2 separate regions of the Mus musculus genome follow, and region 1 is linked to region 2. A link is a contact called in public Hi-C data. All regions are on one chromosome and are shown on one strand. The core of a region is the stretch at or near the end of the contact, and the rest is flanking DNA. Distances in the headings are between cores, read along the strand shown.

The links. A called contact is a pair of places that touch in the nucleus more often than the background predicts.
Region 1: a contact with region 2 is called in a Hi-C map of uterus, with 4 times the contacts expected there. The contact joins two enhancer-like sites. A contact is called at or near these places in 2 of 484 Hi-C or Micro-C datasets (nephron progenitors and uterus), 2 of 115 datasets of contacts at active chromatin or transcription factors (embryonic stem cells and heart atrium) and 1 of 9 other capture datasets (embryonic stem cells).

Annotation. Positions count from the first base shown.
Region 1 is chr16:43,798,287-43,804,332 of GRCm38.p6, reverse strand. All of the region lies in intron 2 of Drd3 (dopamine receptor D3), which reads right to left. Among named protein-coding and RNA genes, the nearest start is that of Gm26074, 33 kb to the left of the region's middle. Within about 2 kb of position 2,387, at least 150 of the 459 cell types and tissues checked have an H3K27ac peak or open chromatin away from gene starts, as enhancers often do. A contact at or near this core is called in uterus, where this site is marked.
Region 2 is chr16:43,408,588-43,413,949 of GRCm38.p6, reverse strand. The region is part of intron 4 of Zbtb20 (zinc finger and BTB domain containing 20); the gene reads right to left. It overlaps Gm15713 (predicted gene 15713), which reads left to right. Exons shown (of 5, transcript NR_046026.1): 5 at 2,269-3,432. Among named protein-coding and RNA genes, the nearest start is that of Gm15713, 8.9 kb to the left of the region's middle. Within about 2 kb of position 3,094, at least 33 of the 459 cell types and tissues checked have an H3K27ac peak or open chromatin away from gene starts, as enhancers often do. A contact at or near this core is called in uterus, where this site is marked.

The DNA of each region.
Region 1 (6,046 bases), core at 1,138-3,637, 390 kb before region 2:
TCTTTGAACTTATAATGTTTCAGTGCCAATCAATTGCACTGACATCCTGAGTGTCAGTATCTTAAGCCATCGTTGGGCTTGTCTCACCGATGGAGAGAGATTAGCCATTTGGTTTAGGTTCCCAAACGGCTCAAAGCATCTTATAGCTCAGTATTCCCTAGAGGTCCATGTGCGAAGCAAGTAGGCAGCTATCGCCCGTCTCAGTGGCCATGAGAGAACGGTCTAATCCTTGAGCCAGGCTCCGGGGAATTTAGATATGGGTCTAAATATAGAGCGACAATTTTTGTCTTTTTGGTTTCCGGGGAGGCAGGATGCCAGATTTAGGGCAGGAGCCTCCTTACTCTGCCTTGTACACCGCAAAGCTTGGGCTGAGGGAAAGCAAGATGCATGCTGGGTGAGCAGAGGTTGAGCGATGTTCCCTGTTTGTCCCTGTGTGTCCAATGTCCGTGTTCCACCTGTGCCTCTTATGTAGCTACTTTCCAAGAATTAACACCTGTGTTCCTGACAGAACAGCATAAAGACTGCTGTGAGTCTTGAGATGAGAGCGAGTGGCTTCCTTCTGAAGAGGGAGAAATGGGGTTCTTGAGTTAAAGTCTGTTGAGTCCCCATGGATTCCAAGGGGGTCCATGGTAGCCCCATTCTTTTCTTCTGGAGCAGTTACACAGCACACCCCCACCTGGTGGTCCTCCAGGCCTATCAGTTTGAGGACTTCTTTTCTGCTAGGGCTCCAAATCAAATGTGGTCACTAGGGTCACTTCATGGTGACCCCAGGAGCCTTTGGAGGAGGGGCTGAGACTTAAATCCTGCTGCTGTCATGGAGGAACTGCTACAGCTAGCTGAAGTCTGGAGAGTGGGAAGATGGCAACCACGTTCTTTGGCTTGGGCTTGCTGTAGGCAAAGTCCTCCTTGTTTTTCATACTAGCTTTTTTATATATAAAATGTTATTATAAAAACTGAAAATAAACAAAAACATCACACACCAAAATGTGTGGGCAAAAAAAAATTAACGGGTAAAAGAATCCAGACATGCTAAATATTCAGTGATGTGCTAACAATTCTCTCTCTTTTCCTCTCTCTTTCTTTTCCTCTTTCTTTCTTTTCCTCTCTTGCTCTCTCTGTCTCTCTCTGTCTCTCTCTGTCTCTCTGTCTCTGTCTCTCTGTCTCTCTGTCTCTCTCTCTCTCTCTCTCTCTCTCTCTCACACACACACACACACAAAGCCCCAATTTGTAACATGCATCAATTTTTGTTGCGCAAATACTCCCACCACTGCTCATGTCAAGCCACCACCAAAGGCTTGATTACCAACTTGAAACATTCCTGGAATATTGCTCTCACCAGCATGGTTCTAGCACACTAGTGGGAATGGCATGCTGTCTTAAACACACTTTAATGCTCATCAGCTCTTTGGAGGCTCCATCACTTCTATGAGCAAGAGACTATACTGAACGTAGCTCTTTTTATGAGAGGAGCCAGAACTTCAGGGAAGGCAGGATAGATCTAAAGTTTCAGACTGGAGTTGTCCTTGCAGAGCCAGGTCTCCCATCTCTAGGACCAGTGCCTTTGACAAGGACCCCATTCCCTGTCCAAGGCACATGTAGCTGTCTTAGCCCTGCAGGGAAACATGGGTTTGCTGGCATCCCACTTGTTTGTACTCGGGAGACCAGTGTGAATGCTCAGAACTGAACCTCCCCAAGTATCTTGACTCTGCTAATTGCCAGCGTGTTAGGGTGTGGGGAACGTGGGGGTGGGAGTTGGAGAGTGTGGGGGTGTACTGTTAAAATGAACGTCCCCAAGTTATTTCCCTAGTGGTTTCCATGAGGTACTTCTAAAGTAAAACCCAGAGACGTGTATTTTTAACATCTAATGTATCTTATTAGACAAGTCTGAGAGAGTCTGCATTAGGGAGAATTTCTGTCAAACCTTCTTGCTCACTTGGGGTAAGAGATGAGAGACAAGACTACAGTCTTTTATTGTCACAGTATGTTTTTTTTCCCCCCTTCTTCTTCTTAAATGATTAAGCCGTTAGAATAAATGAGGCCCCCTCCAGCATGTCATAGGTGGGTGGCTAAGACCTCGAGGCTGTTCCAAAATCCACCATTGGAGGGCACCAAAATGCAGCAAGAACTTCGCCAGCTCTGCCGGGGTGAGAAGTTCACGACTCACCTGGGGGCTCTCCAGGCTCTGTGGGGAGGCAGAGCCGGAAAACCTCCCCACTTAGTTCCTGGAGCCCTGCGAGGACCCCGCATTCTCACCCTGCGAGACTTGTTTAGCCTCTGGTTTCCTCTCTGAGCGATTTGCTCAAGGCCAACCGCGGAGGCGCTGGGTCAGGCTTGGCTTGGCGCGGCTTGGCTGGAGAAGGAACCCTGGCTAGGGCCACCTCCCTTGGAGGTGTTCCCAGTCCCACTCCCTTCTTTGTGTTGCAGCATCTAGTTCTTTCGGCCCTCTCTCCTGTAGAGTACTCAGCCGACCCGAGTGCAGTCAATGTTCGCTCTGGTAAAGCCCTAGGGCTGAAATCCAGCTTTGCAGCTAGCTTGTCAGACAGTGAGGCCCGCGGCTGGAGTTTTCTGACTCAAATTTTCTGTCTAACAGAACTGTTCACAGCTATTGAATGAGATTACATTTGTGAAGTTTTTTGTTTGTTTGTTTGTTTTTTAATACAACTTAAAATCCAAAAGGCAGTTCTTACTGTATCGCCATCATTATTGGGCTAGCCTAAGAGATTCATGATTGTTCTGTGTGACTTTAGGTTTTATGATTGTGATTTTTTCCCCCTCCTGGTTGTCAGGCAGTGCACATTAAATTTATTTATCAGACAAGTGTCGAGAACTTTCTTGTGTGAGCCACTGTTGAAGGGCTGGGGTAGTTGTTGATGTTAAACGGGCACAAGGAACCAAACAGCCTAGAGTCGCTTTGCTGTAAGGCTTAGATACTGAACTTGGCAGTGTGACTTAACAGCTAGGGGCCCCAGGGTGAGGCTCCAGGGCAGTTTATTGTAGGAGATATTGGCTGCACAAGCTGGCTTGGTGGCACATGCCTACAAGGTCAGCATTCAGGGGGTGAAGGTGGAGGCAGGAGGATCACAGACTTGTGTTGGTGGCTTGAGCTAACATAACCCTGGAGCTGTCTCTCCATGGAAGAATGCAAAGGTTAGCACATTCTAAGTGGTAGGTTCCATCCCCAGCCCTGGGGAAATAAAAAGATGGGCAGTGACTTTTGGTTCCATTCATCTATTACCTAATAGCTTTGTGATTCTAGTCACCCCACCCGTGTGTGTGTGTGTGTGTGTACATACGCATACGCCCACTGACATGTGCACATGTAATGGGACAATGTACCTACTTTGCTGGACTGTTTATAAATGATAGCTATATTTGTTTTTGTTGCCTGTGCATTCACACAAATTAGGATAACAGGAAATTATACTTCTAGTGGTGCGCTGCAGGCGTGACCTTCACAGGTGACCTTCCCTAACTTTTGTCAAGAATGGGGGACTGTCTAAATCTCTGGAAGATCAGGGTCTAGCTTGGGACTTGTGACGAGGGACAGCAGGACCTTCAGCACACATGGAGCGCCCTCTGATTCTCGGTCGACGTGGCCGATCGCTCATTAAGGTCTTAATATCATGACTGTCCAGCTGAAGCTATCATTAACCTCAAGTGGGGGGTTCTCGCCGTGACTGCTGGGGGAAAGACGAGCCCGGTCTGAGTGGGAGGGCCTGACTCTAACTCCCTGCCTGGGTTTAATGAGCCCAGAGCTCTGAAGGCAGCTTTTCACCACCTTTTATTTGGTCAGACAGGGGGCTCAATAAATCTTTAGTTCTGTGGACTCCCCTGGTGGAGTTGTTGAAGGAGAAAGCTTTTTGCAAATGACTGGAAAGCCCTTTGCAAATATAAAGTGCTTATTTAGATGCAAACTAAAAATCCAAGGTGCCTGTGACTCATCTGGTACCTATTGTGCTCTCTGCAAAGGCGCGGAGGCTTGCTTGTGTGATGGGTGCCATTTGAGAGCCACTTAAAGATCTCTCTGGTGAATGAATTTGGTTGCATTATTCCGGGGCTCCTCTCGGAGGACTCTAATTTTCAGCGCTTTGGTCATGTCCTCCTTCCCTGACACGTTCTCAGCGGCCTCCTTGAGTCAGCCCTGACCCAGGATGCGGTGGGAGGGGACTGACCTGCTGGGAAGATGCCGGAGCTGTGGGGTGGGGGCTTGTGAACAGAGAACTCCCACTCTGATTTTTTAAAAGGAAAAAGGAGGCTTTAATCCAAGCATCCAGAGCCAAGCCTAAGAATCTAATGACAATAGTATTTATTACTTGCTTTCAAAATCCCTTTTATCATTTCCTTTCCTTCTTTTCTTTTTCTTTTTTCTTTTTCTTTTTTTCCTATCTCTTACTACCCTGCTATTATGGACCAGGGCTTCATGACCAAAAAAGTACTGAATCCATTTGGTCAAGTTTGTCAGGCTGATGACTGGCATTGTGTGAGGACCAAAGGTCTGTGTGAATGACTGCATTTCTAATGAATTGACCAGCTATCTGGCATCACATGAACAGATTTTAATGCTGTGTATTGCACACTGCTGGGAAGGAGAATGGAGACAGCTTTTCTGAGGCCCGTTTTCTTTCCTAGGACGGGGGTGGGGAGCTCTGTTTTGAGGTTTGCTGAGGACAGTCCATTATGAAATGTAAGCCCCTGCCCTATTGAGATCGGAGGCACAGCTCTTCCTTCAGCTTTTAGGTTATCAGGAGCGCTATGCATTCTGGGGGTTTTCCTATAGGAGACAGAAGACAACTCAAAGTTTGTTCTTACTGGTTGGGTTTTAAGTGGTGAAAGGTAACGTGTGTGTTAATACGGTTGTGGCGAGCAAAATGATGCCCTTCTGCAAATTAGAGGCAAATTGCAAAAAGACACCCTTATATGACCAACTCAGTCAAATGAAACATTAGCTGCATTCTGATCCCAGAACCTCTTCTTTAAGGGCCATGCACCTAGGCCTCAGTCAGTCATCTGTGTGTGTGTGTGTGTGTGTGTGTGTGTGTGTGTGTGTGTGTGTGTGTTGAACATATAGGCACACTTTCACTGGGGTAGAGAGGAGGGGTGGGGACTGGGGAAGGAGGGAGGGGCGGTTCCAGTGTCTCTCTAGAACTCTGTCTACTCTTCTTCATTTTCTCAGTGGTTGTAGGTGACTCAGCTCTACCCTGTAGCCTGCAGCAATCTGGGGAGGTCTCTCAGAGACCTCCTCCAGGTGCAGCCTGGCTTCTGGACTTCACTGCAGAAAAGAATTTCAGTCTGAGTCTGAATGAAGCAGAGTAAGAGTTTATAGGGAAAAAAGTAGTAACCGATTTACGATTTAACCGATTAGACATTAGGGGAAAGAGAGATTTAGGAAAAGCGCAGTATACACCCAAGACATGAGAGTAGACTTCTCAAGACTCACATTTAACTGTCTTCTATGTGGCTGATGCTGTATTATTTAAAAGTTTTAAAAACACCCCCTTCCCCTTTTCAGTAAGTGAGGTCATAGAGGGGTTTTGGGGATACACTAGAGAATACAGGCTGATAATATAAAACCATAGATGTGGTTAGTAATCATCATCCAGGCTAACTTCAAACTCATGCTCCATCTGCCTCTTTAATAAGCATGCACCACCACAGCTAGCATCATAGGTGGGAGGAAGGAGAAAAATGGAATAATGGGTGAGAGAGGTTTAAGTAGGGAGAGAGGAAGAGAGGGTAAAGGAGGAAGGGGGATGTGAAGAGGATCAATAACACTAAGGATGCTTGAAAAGAGGGATGGCTATTGCTGCTTGTCAACTTGACTATGCCTGGAATGAACAAAAATCCAAAAATGGAGAGCATGCCTGTATTAGTCAGGGTTCTCTAGAGTCACAGAACTTATGGATAGTCTCTAGATAGTAAAGGAATTTATTGATGACTTACAGTCGGCAGCCCAATTCCCAACAATTGTTCAGTCGCAGCTGTGAATGGAAGTCCAAGGATCTAGCAGTTACTCAGTCTCATGTAGCAAGCAGGCGAAGGAGCAGGA
Region 2 (5,362 bases), core at 1,845-4,344:
TTTGCCACCGATTATAGTAGTTTAATGAGATGACAAAGAGAAATTGAACTAAACTTTAGAGCAATATTAGTGACTCACAAAACACTCCAAATATTGAAGTAATACCTAACCCAACACTTAAGAATCTTTTAACTCTACTGGGAAACACTTCTGAACACAACCGAACTGCTTCCTTCCGTAAAGTTCATTCAAGTTACTTTGCACATTCCCAGCATTTGCTATAGTCATCTTTTCTGTGAGCTACTTTGAGGTTGATGGATGAACAGGTCATTGAAATCTAGGTATTAAAACGATAGAGAAATAATCTAAATGACTTGTTATTTTGGTCAGTTTTTAAGAAATAGAGGCAGACGTCTAGTGAACCTTAGTAAAAAGGGATGGGCCCACAGTCTCAGGCATTCCCTCACCTATTGAGGTTTTGGGTTTTCAGTTTTGACTTTTCAGTTATTTTACTAACCCACCTACTCACATCTCCCAAAATAGCACAGATCCATTGGAAACATCACTGGACTGTGTACACATTTCCTTTTCCTTTCAGGAAGAACATTTTTAGGCCCCCACACAAGCCTTCACATGAAACAGGCAGGGAACACTAGCCTTCATAGATCCGATTTCCTTGTTTGGTTGCTCAAATTAAGAATCTTCAATTCTTCACAAGGCAACACACTACACTGCCATGAGATGGCTTGCTATCTATCTTCAGCTTTAATTAAAAAAAAATAACATAACAAAAGAAATAAACAGAAACAGAAAAAAAACAAAAAAAACCAAACCACTAGGTGAGACTGGTTCTCTACTCTGGTCTCTATATAACAACTGCAATATTCTCTTTAAGTGTGAACTCAGATTCTCCTACATGAATCACAATCCATTACAACTGGAATAAAATTCAAAATTTCTCCCAAGACACCTGCATTCTCTGCATGTTGACTCTTCATCTGACCACAGTTGTAACTTACTTCTCATTCAGTGACCTTTCATAACTGATATGCCTGGCTTATTTGAATCTTTTTATTTCCTACTTTTAATTTTTTCCAAAGTGATTTCCCTGTAGTTCTTCATATAGCTATATCTGATATAATTCAACAATCAGTTGAGTGTTATCTTTTTATGTGCCATCTCTGTTAGGCTACATTTTTATTATTCTTCATTTTATTCTTCAGGCTTTACATATTACCTACCCATCTCCTCTAACTAGAATGTTCCAGATGGAAGGATGTCTTGAGAGTCCTGTTCACTAGTAAATTCCTACTGTCTATAGCAGCAGAATAGTCAGAGCTCAACAAATGTTTGCTGAGTGAATGGATGAATGACAAATGATATGAGCCCAGGACAATGGCAGCATCTGCCCACTTGGATCTTCAAACATAGTTTTACAAACTTTAGAAGAAAGAGGTGCTTCCTGGGTACATTCCCATCAAAACCACTTATTTTAGTAATTAAAAGCCAGGATCGCATGGAAAATTAATGGCTAGTCTAATTTCTCATGTTAAATAAATCTTACATAATTTTGGTCTCAAATCCTGCAAGTCTAGTCAATGCTGTAGTGTTTTTGTGGTTCACAATTGTAAATGATTGATAATTAATTGAAACCCATGGATAGGCTTGAGAGTGTAACTCACTCTTTTGAGGAAGGGGGCAACTGTTTTCTTTAGATGATCAACAGAAATTGTTAATTAGAAGAGGGTAGAAATCTCTATAAATAACACTACTGAAAAACTAATTATTCTTAGTTCCTCCTGAGAGGATAGGACTTCTGCTAAGTTGTGGTAGAGGGATGGGGTTAAACTTGCCCGTGATTTTACAGTACAGGTTCACTTGATTATTATCATAGGCACCATCTCCAAAGGATGCCACAAAGGAAACTTCAAATGGGCCATAGAAGGGTAAATTCAGAGACTTGTTCTCATACTTTTAACTAGACAGTTTTAAATGATAGTTCAAGTCTGCAAGGCAGGTTCATGAGACCATATTAATTTATCCTTGCCACTATAACAAAATATCACAAGCTTAAGGTCTTAAAAATAAAGATTTTTTTTTGGGTTGTATTTGCAGCTCATTGGTAAAGCATTTGTCTAACTTGCACAAAGTGCTGTGTTCCATGTCCAGCACCACACACAAAATAAACACCCTTTCCCCCACACAACTAATAACACCTAAATCATGATCATGTCACCAACCCCTCGTTTTTTCTGGGGGACCTAAGGAAGACTTGCTTCCTTTGTCTTTCCACATTCCAAAGGCTGACTATAATCTTTGATCTTCCAGGTTCTAAAGCTGCCTATATTCCTTGGCTTAGGACTCCTCTCCGCATCTTCAAAGCAGCACCATCCCTCCTGACTCCTGCCTCTTCTGGGTGTGAACCTTGTGCCTCTTTTTATTTTAAGGACCTTTGTGACCGTTTTGGGTTTACTCAGATAATCTTGGATAATCTTCAATCCTTTAATCATATCTGCAAAGTCCCACAGTCATATCAGACAACATATTCATGGGTTCTTAAGATTCCGGTATACATTTCCTTGGAGGCCATTAATCTATAATAGGAAAGAAAATATTCTCGGTACCCAAATCTCAAGAAACTAAGTGGATAATATCATTTCTTTAAGCTCATACAATGGTAAACTACACAGACATCTTAATGTGCCATCAAAGTATTTAAATAGTTAGCAGCTTGCAACTTGCTAACCCCTCTTTTTGGCATAAGACGTAGGAATCTTAGTTTCATCTTTGGCTTGTATAGTCCTCTTTTACCATTTTACCTAGATTAAGCATGGCCTGCTTAGAGAACTCACAGTTTTCCCAGAAAAGAATTATTAATATGGTAAGTGCTTTCTGTACCCTCCTCCATCAATTCTAGGAGTAAGGCTCACATCTCTAGCCACGGGCAGGAGAGACTCCCAGTACTTTTCCAACATAACCTCCTTGAGTCTTTCCTTCAGCTAAGATAAACAACCCATCTTCACAAGCCATCCAGACTCTGCAGATGCTGCTGCAGGTGACTACACCACCAGAAGTCCCATTGCTTAGTGCCTTGCTCGCCTCCTCTCTCCTGCCACCTGAACCCGTCTCTGGTTTCCATCTCCCCAGCACTGTTTGTAGAGAACACAAACCCTGAACACGCTTGCTTTATCAGCACGTGCCCATCATAACTGCACACCATCCTTGTCCTGCTGGAAACTGTTCAGCATCCAGAGGGCCATCTTTATGCTGATAACACTAAAATATAAAATAATGCCAACAGCTGGTGCTACAAATGGCTTTTAAAAACGATGTTCATTCACTAAAATTCCTCTTGCTACTTTTGACACGAAACACGCAGTCTCTAATTATTCTGATCAAGACGGTGAAATACAAAAACAAACTTTAATTGTGTTTAACAGATATTTAATCAGGACTCACTGAACTACAGATTAAAGCTGAGATTCATAAACCATAATTACCCGATTGTCGCAATCTTTTGGTCCACATTCTCCTTCCGTCTGGGCGTCTGGCACCTTGCCCCGAATTTCTTTTACTGTCTTCTCAGCTTCGTTACTGTTCATGTTTTCCAGCAGAGATTTAGCACAGATTACAAAATATCTGTTCTTGGCAACTTTCTTCATTAGCTTTTTTTCCCTTTGCAAAAAAGTTTATTTTTTTTTTTTCTACCAGAGTAGCTGGAATAGGCACACGTTTAGGGTGCTTTGATGATACAAACTAATTATATAGTTATCAGGAGATAATGTGGTAGTGGTAACTAGTGTTACTATAGTCATCACGTAGGTATCATGCAATTTCTCTAAGTAAACCATGCGGTGTGCCCCAGCCACCATGTAATTACCTCATGTCACTGGGGCATTGTTTTATAGAAAATGCTTATCTCTCACCCTAACAAAACACTTTCTGCCACATTCGGAAAAAAATAAAAGTAGAAATCTTAGTTCTCCTTTTCAGTTCTGTTCATTCTCATTAAGATGTTGTCATGTGAATTCGGGAAACACCTGTCCTTCCTGAAAATCATGCTCTTGTGTGGAGCCAATAGAACCATTCCTGTCCTTTGCTTGGCTCTACCCAGGTAAGAGAAATGATTGCTAATAATCCATTGTCATTTTTTTTTTTAAGTAAGGAAACAAGCAAAAATCCCATTACCACCCTTGCAAAGCCACCCTATTTACTTAGGATTTGTTTGGTCTGGCACTCCCCCCTACTCTTTCCTTTCAAATCTCAGTCACTCACATTTGTTTTTCCTAGAATTATGGTGTAAATCATTCTTAACAAGCTAGTCTGAAACTTCTCAGTAGAAACTCGCTCAGAAGAAAGATGAAGCGCCACCGTGATTGAAATACAGAAAGAACTACAAACCTCAAACCCTAGTTCTTTTGGGCCAGTCTTCAGGACACCCCAAGTCTCCCTTGCTGTGTTGACCCTGTGTCACAGGGTTTGGATAACATCACAGACCACAGCAAGAGGATAAAGAGAAGGCATTGGTAAAAGAAGTAGGAGGTGGTTCCTTTATTCCCCCTAAGGGGCATGCAGGCGTGTGGAGCAAGGACAGTAGTTACTACTTATTTAGCTCTTGTTGGTGGCTTGAAGTCTGACCTCAGGAAGACCTTTCAGAGGACATCCCACCTGAGAGTTCCAGCTTAAAACAGGATGCAGTGGCTTCCTTTGCAGCACAACTTGAAAGCTAGTTTCAATTCTGCTTTTATTAGCCACCTCCCAGTTGGAGAGCTACCCAATTCAATTGCACACTTAGCTCAACTTGGGGTAAAAATCACCTTCAGATTTAGAAGGGCCAGAAAAAATTGCTATCCTGTCCTGGAGCATTGTTCTTCAATCACACAATCCCTCTAAATACAGTTGACAGCCTTTGAGATGCAAAATGCATCACTTTAATGTAGTGGAGGTCCCCTTCACTGCATTGCCAAATCTATTTAGCAGAATCTTTTTGGAATAATCTGTCCCTAGACCTGAGGATGCGCAGTGATTTTAAGCATTTTAAGCTAACGATAATGGTTAGTGCTGAGAACAGATGTACCTGGCTGTGATGTGATCTATTCCAGTAGGCTTTTATGAGCTGTTCATTCCTATTGACTTAGCATTTTATGTCTCTGCTCTTGCCTGGTGTGATGGTTGCATAGGGGTGTCGTGTGTGTGTTTTCCTGATGTGTGATGGCTGCACAGGGGGCTGTGTGTATTTTCTCAGTGCAATGGCTACAGAGGGTGTTGAGTGTGTGTGTTTGCCTGGAGTTATAGCTGTACATGTTTATTGTGTGACTCTCCTCCTCGCCAATTGATAGTTGCTCGCAGGGACCTATGTGAATCTTTTTCTTAGAACAGTGGTTGTATTTGTTGTTGTGCTAATGATGGACATTTCCAGTAA